2 separate regions of the Mus musculus genome follow, and region 2 is linked to region 1. Evidence: chromatin contacts called from public HiChIP or PLAC-seq data. All regions are on one chromosome and are shown on one strand. Each heading gives the region's core, a stretch centred on a gene start, on an enhancer-like site or on the middle of the called end of the contact. The rest is flanking DNA. Distances are from core to core; before and after follow the strand shown.

Region 1 (2,700 bases), core at 110-2,609:
GGAGATGGAAATTGGGCATGCAATTCCAGGATTAGCTGACAAGCTACTAGCAATTGTTTGCTGCTGGGAGAGGGAGAGACAGTTTTCTCTGAGGGTAGTGCCTGATATATAAACCATGTTTCAATAGAAGACCACACACACACACACACACACACACACACACACACACCTGAGTGGGTAGGGAAGAGTTGGGCTTAGGAATGAATGTGATCAAAATATATTGGATGAATGTCTCAAAGAACTAATTTTAAAAGGAGATAAATCTAAGAATCTTAATGATCGACCGATGTTGAGATGGTTGAATGAAATTGTGTTCTCCTGCAGTATTGGTCAAGGTATAAGTTAGAAAACCAAATCACTCAGAGGGACAATTTGAAGCTTACTAATTACATTTTGGATCTACATTCTCATTGTTTCAACAGTTTGTCTCTAGAAACCACCTTCTAAAGTGACATGCACATATATAAAATGATATAAATACAGATGCTCAAGGTTGGCTTATCACAACACACACACACACACACACACACACACACACACACACACACACAAACACACACGCATACTATACTCAGAGAGAAAAATGTCAGAAGATTGAGCAGATTACCAGCTGTAGAACAGGGTGGTAGCCATGGAAAATGTAGGCTTATCATTTATATGAGTATTTTTTAATCTACCTTTTATAAGCATACATTGCTTACTCATAAAACAGCTATTATTCTTTTAAGTTCAATAGTTAGGCAAAACTATCAAGTACTATTGGGTATAGATCAGTGGTTAGTTCAAATAAACAATCTAGAGTTGGCTGAATAAATGATTTCATTTAAATGTTATTATCATTATTATTATATCACTATTTGTACTCTCATGTGTACGAGCTACTGTACACACATAGAAATCAGATAGCAGCTTGTGGAAGTTGTCAGTCTCCTTCTACCATGGGAGTTCCAAGGGATAGAATTCAGGTCGTCAGCCTTGGTGGCAAGTGCTTTACCCAGAGAGCCATTTCACTGGCCTGACTAGATTGCTTTTTAGAAATCACCAGTAAGTGTCATTCAAATATTGGCTCTAATTTTTTTACAACTCCCATTGCATAAATATAGGATGCTAGCACTCTCTAGCTCCTTTTGGCTATAGAAGGACTCCTACTTGGTTTGTTCAGACACAGAATCCTTAAAACCTTGGGACTGGTGGAAGAGCACTGGGACTAAAGCTGAAGTTCTTTCAGATCAGTGACAAGAGCAAGGAGGCTCCAGTTTCCACGGCTCCGTGAAGGCTCTGTACTCAGATGTGTGCAGCAAGCCAAGCATGGCAAGCTTGGACAGCACTCAGTTGGAGTCTGAGCCCAGTGTGGGGTGAAAATCCCACAGTAGCTCTTAGCTTGTCTGACAGCATCGCTGACAGCCCACAGCTCCAGAAGAACCGACCCCAGCCAGTGATTTTCTTGTTCAGCCCTTTCTGTTCTGCAACATCTGAAGGCAACTGCGGGGTTTGGGGAGAGGTGATAATTGATGGCTTTGATTTACCAAGGGAAAATGGCTGTGAGGAGTTGTGTAGTCCAGGGAAAAGCCCCTGCAGATGTGAAACTGTGCCCTTGCAGTTAACAGGGGACTATCATCCATCTTGAAACTGTCATTTCTGCTGTTAACCATCTCCAGTCAAGTACAGGCTTCCCTCTGAGGATTGCTGTCCCTGATTACCTCCCAGAAGACTCTAAAACCTCACCATACCCCCACGTCAACTTCACATTCTATCCCCATCCTGAGGCTCCTTTACAGCCAGTGGTTGCATTGATCTTGTTTTGTTTCACAGATTTTACTCCTTGTTTTCCGGTTGTACCTGCACACGTCTCTTCCAGCTTGACAAAGGAAGGAAGAAGAGGCATCAGTGCCAAACAATGCTTCCTCTCTGAAATGCCCACCAAAGCCCTCTGCAACCTCACAGGCATGTCAGGTTCTACTCTTTGTTTTTGTTTTATTGTTAGAGAGAAACCATGTTTTTGGACATAAGCAAAGCTACTTTCTATGATCTCCAACTTTTGGACAGCCTGGCAATTCACTCCAACAATTCTTCTAAGTTTGATTTCTAAGCTATTACTTTTTTTCTGAGTTGACATTAAATAAAAATTGAAATTAATGAACAGGCAATAAAACGGGTCTCGCTGGCACCGGAGACGTTCGCTCTGTGGCCTGGACGGCATGACTGTTTACTGCTATGAAAAGTATCTGATGAAAGCCACTTAAGGAAGGGCAGGTTTATTCTGACGCCCAGTTTCTGGATATAAATCAGTCATAGTGGGGGAAGGCAGGAGGTCAAGAGTGTGAAGTGGCTGGTCACATCATGTCCACAGTCAGAAGCACACAGCACAAACACTGATGGTCAGCGTGCATTTTCTCCTTTTTATTCAGTTTAAGAGGCCCTAGGGATAGGCATTCCACATTCAAGGTAGGTCTTCCTTCCCCAGTTAAATCTTTTTGGATTCACCCTTATAGACATTCTTGGAACTGTGTTACCCCTGGGATTCTAGGTCAACAAGGAAGAGTAACCATTGCACAAACGACATCCCTAATAGGAAAGCATTGCCATCTCCATTTTAGAAGCAAACCCATGGAGACCCAGATGAATTAATAGTGACCAAGTTCATGAACTAACATATGGCAAAGCTGGTATCCCAATACAGTTTTGTTCACCCAGTCCTGT
Region 2 (2,743 bases), core at 168-2,667, 350 kb before region 1:
AGAAACTATGAGGGTTGCCTTGGTTTGGCCTCATGTTCTGACACTGTGCATGTGGCATGTTCTCAAATTTTCCCTTAGCTTAGGCTGTCTTGCATCTTCTATTTTATCTGCCTGCCTGTCTGCCTGCCTGCCTGCCTGCCTGCCTGCCTGTCTGTTTGTATGCCTATCTGTGTGTCTGTCTGTTTATTAGCCTATCTATCTATCTATCTATCTATCTATCTATCTATCTATCTATCTATCTATCTATCTATCCATCCATCCATCCATCCATCCATCCATCCATCTATCTATCTATCTATCTATCTATCTGAGACAAATGCTAGCTTTGGATTATCTATGTACTATAGGATGACCTTGAACTTCTGATCCTTCTGTCTACCTCCTGAGTGCTGGAGTGACAGCTGTGTGCCACCACAGTTGGCCTTTGTGCCTGCAGATGAATTCAGCCAAGCACTCTACCAATTCAGCTACATCCCAGACCTGGGCATCTTCTACACTTCTTCTCTAACCATCATGTCTCCCCTCTCCTCTCATTGACTTACTCGGAAAGTTTAGGTTGTTGGCTGACTTATCATTCAATAAGGATCTTTTGCAAAGGGCAGCATGGCCTAAGAAGACGATGAGTGCGAACAGCAGATGGTCCAGGTGTTTGCGCGCCTCTTGGCATCAACATCTACCAACTGTGTGACTTTGTACAAGCCAATTAACAGCTCCAAGTTTTGGTGGAAAAATGGAAGGGATAATTTCTGCCACCAGGCTTGGAAGACAAGTCAACAATATATGCAAGAGGACCTCCAGTACATCGCATGTGATATCAAGAACATTGCAAGTATATCAAGTATACTGGCATGTGATAAGCACATACTAAGCATTACTTTCCTTTGTTTTGCCACCCTCACTACATACACATAAACTTAAAAATAAATGGATTGGATTTTCTTCACAAAGAAAATCCAATTAAGTTGCTTTGTACCTGCACAGGGAGCAAACCAATTCTTTCCTGTCCTATGGGGCCAGTGACTGTCACAAGAACTATTGAGATGGTAAGATCAAACTACTTCTTCATTAGCGCTAAGTTCTGACACTTGTCCTAAGCAAGAGGATTGGGATGGTAATGCCAATGAGTTTGGTTGTACGCTGGAGACGTCTAGGGAGAATTATTGAAGAATTATGGTGCTGCAGGCTGGAGAGATGGCTCAGCATTTCAGAGCAGTTCCTATCCAGGTAACTCTGATGGGGAGCCAATGGGTGAAATCCTGCTACAACCTCTTGGGTTCTGAATTTACTTAAGTGGAAAGCATTCGAGGAGCTTCTGCTGGAGTTGCTCCATGCAGTGGCTTCTCAGTGCTAGCAGCTCGCAGTGCTGGGCCTTGAGGGTACAGCTGCAAGCGCAAGTGAGATATCGAGCTGAGAAAGAGCAGAGAGGCCGTCGTTTAGAACGCCAGTAGCCTGGAGCTCTAGTGTAGGACACTCCTAATGCACTCTGCTTTATTGAGTGAGCAAGCAGGAGCGGAGGAAAGTATTTAACACATAATTACATGCTTAATCTTGCATAAAATTATCACACTAATGACATCACGGTGGCGAAGCAAAAGGTCAGTCCAAGCACAGGCATTTAGGGTTGCATCTAATGGGTGAGGCTTTATCTTTGCAGACAGCAAATTATACCTTCTCTCCGTAAGGGTTGAGTTGTTTTGGCTCCAGGGCGTTTGAAGGGAAAGCCAAATGCATGGTAGTAATTTTAGATCAAGTGATTTACTTTAGAAAACATTATTTGTTGGGAGTGATTTTTTTAAATCCTGTTGTGCTTTTTGCCTCCAAAATCAACTATGTACTTTATTTGAGTTCATTTATTTGAGTGTCTATTTGCCAAATTTTATTAAGAACTATTGTGTGCCTCAGTCTACTGCCTGCTGTGGACAGCGTAACATCAGCCTTGCCCTAAGCACTGTGCTCTTCAGGTGGAGTCAGAAGAACAAGCAACCTCTGTCCTGGTCATCTCTTGCAGACGGTGGAGTTGGGAGGAAAGGAACGCTTTTGCCTTTGTCACACAGGGACAGAATGAAGCGACTCCCAAAGCTGCTCAGGCTCATTCTCCTGGGGTTGCTGGACCTTCTCAGTAGTGCCTCAAACAGTTCCTTGTCCCGCCACATCTTACTGGACCTCTCAGCTTGTTTAATTTTATGCTATTTATTGATCACATCATTGTTCTTAAAAATGACAACAGAAACATTTTAGAAGCCTGATAGTGGCAGCACATGCCTTTAATCCCAGCACTCAGGAGTCAGTGGTGGGTGGGGCTCTGAATTTGAGACCAATTTGGCCTACACGGTGAGTTCAAGGACAGCCTGAGCTATACTCAGAAACCCAGTCTTGAAAAACAAGTTGGGGGGGGGGGGATATTTGACGTAGTGGCCAATATTTCCTTGGTTCTCCCTTGCTATGTCTCCTGTCTCTCTCATGGGTTTTTCCAGCCTTTTAATCAGAGTGTGTTTCATTTGGAGATCTGGAAGACTGTGTAGTCTCGATGGTGTCTTATACCAGGTCTAAGAACCTTTCTCCCACTTGGTGTCTAAAGACTGAGCAAGTGGTACATCTGCCACTTAGATGGAGAGTTAATGAGGAAGCTGAGAGCCAACGGCTCCTTGACAACAATCAGACAAGTGGCAAAGTATTTTCCAAGTTTTCACTGAAGATGATTTTTCAACATCTGGGAGACCATGCAAGGAACCTTGTGCCTGAA

The links. HiChIP or PLAC-seq counts read pairs in DNA pulled down with a chosen protein or histone mark.
Region 2: a contact with region 1 is called in an H3K27ac HiChIP or PLAC-seq map of VIP interneurons, with 6 times the contacts expected there. The contact joins two enhancer-like sites. A contact is called at or near these places in 2 of 484 Hi-C or Micro-C datasets (cortical neurons and embryonic stem cells) and 2 of 115 datasets of contacts at active chromatin or transcription factors (SST interneurons and VIP interneurons).

Annotation. Positions count from the first base shown.
Region 1 is chr3:31,802,835-31,805,534 of GRCm38.p6, reverse strand. No RefSeq gene overlaps it. Among named protein-coding and RNA genes, the nearest start is that of Gm34031, 98 kb to the left of the region's middle. Within about 2 kb of position 1,359, at least 2 of the 459 cell types and tissues checked have an H3K27ac peak or open chromatin away from gene starts, as enhancers often do. A contact at or near this core is called in VIP interneurons, where this site is marked.
Region 2 is chr3:32,148,930-32,151,672 of GRCm38.p6, reverse strand. The region is part of intron 2 of Kcnmb2 (potassium large conductance calcium-activated channel, subfamily M, beta member 2); the gene reads right to left. Among named protein-coding and RNA genes, the nearest start is that of Gm42201, 180 kb to the left of the region's middle. Within about 2 kb of position 1,417, at least 10 of the 459 cell types and tissues checked have an H3K27ac peak or open chromatin away from gene starts, as enhancers often do. A contact at or near this core is called in VIP interneurons, where this site is marked.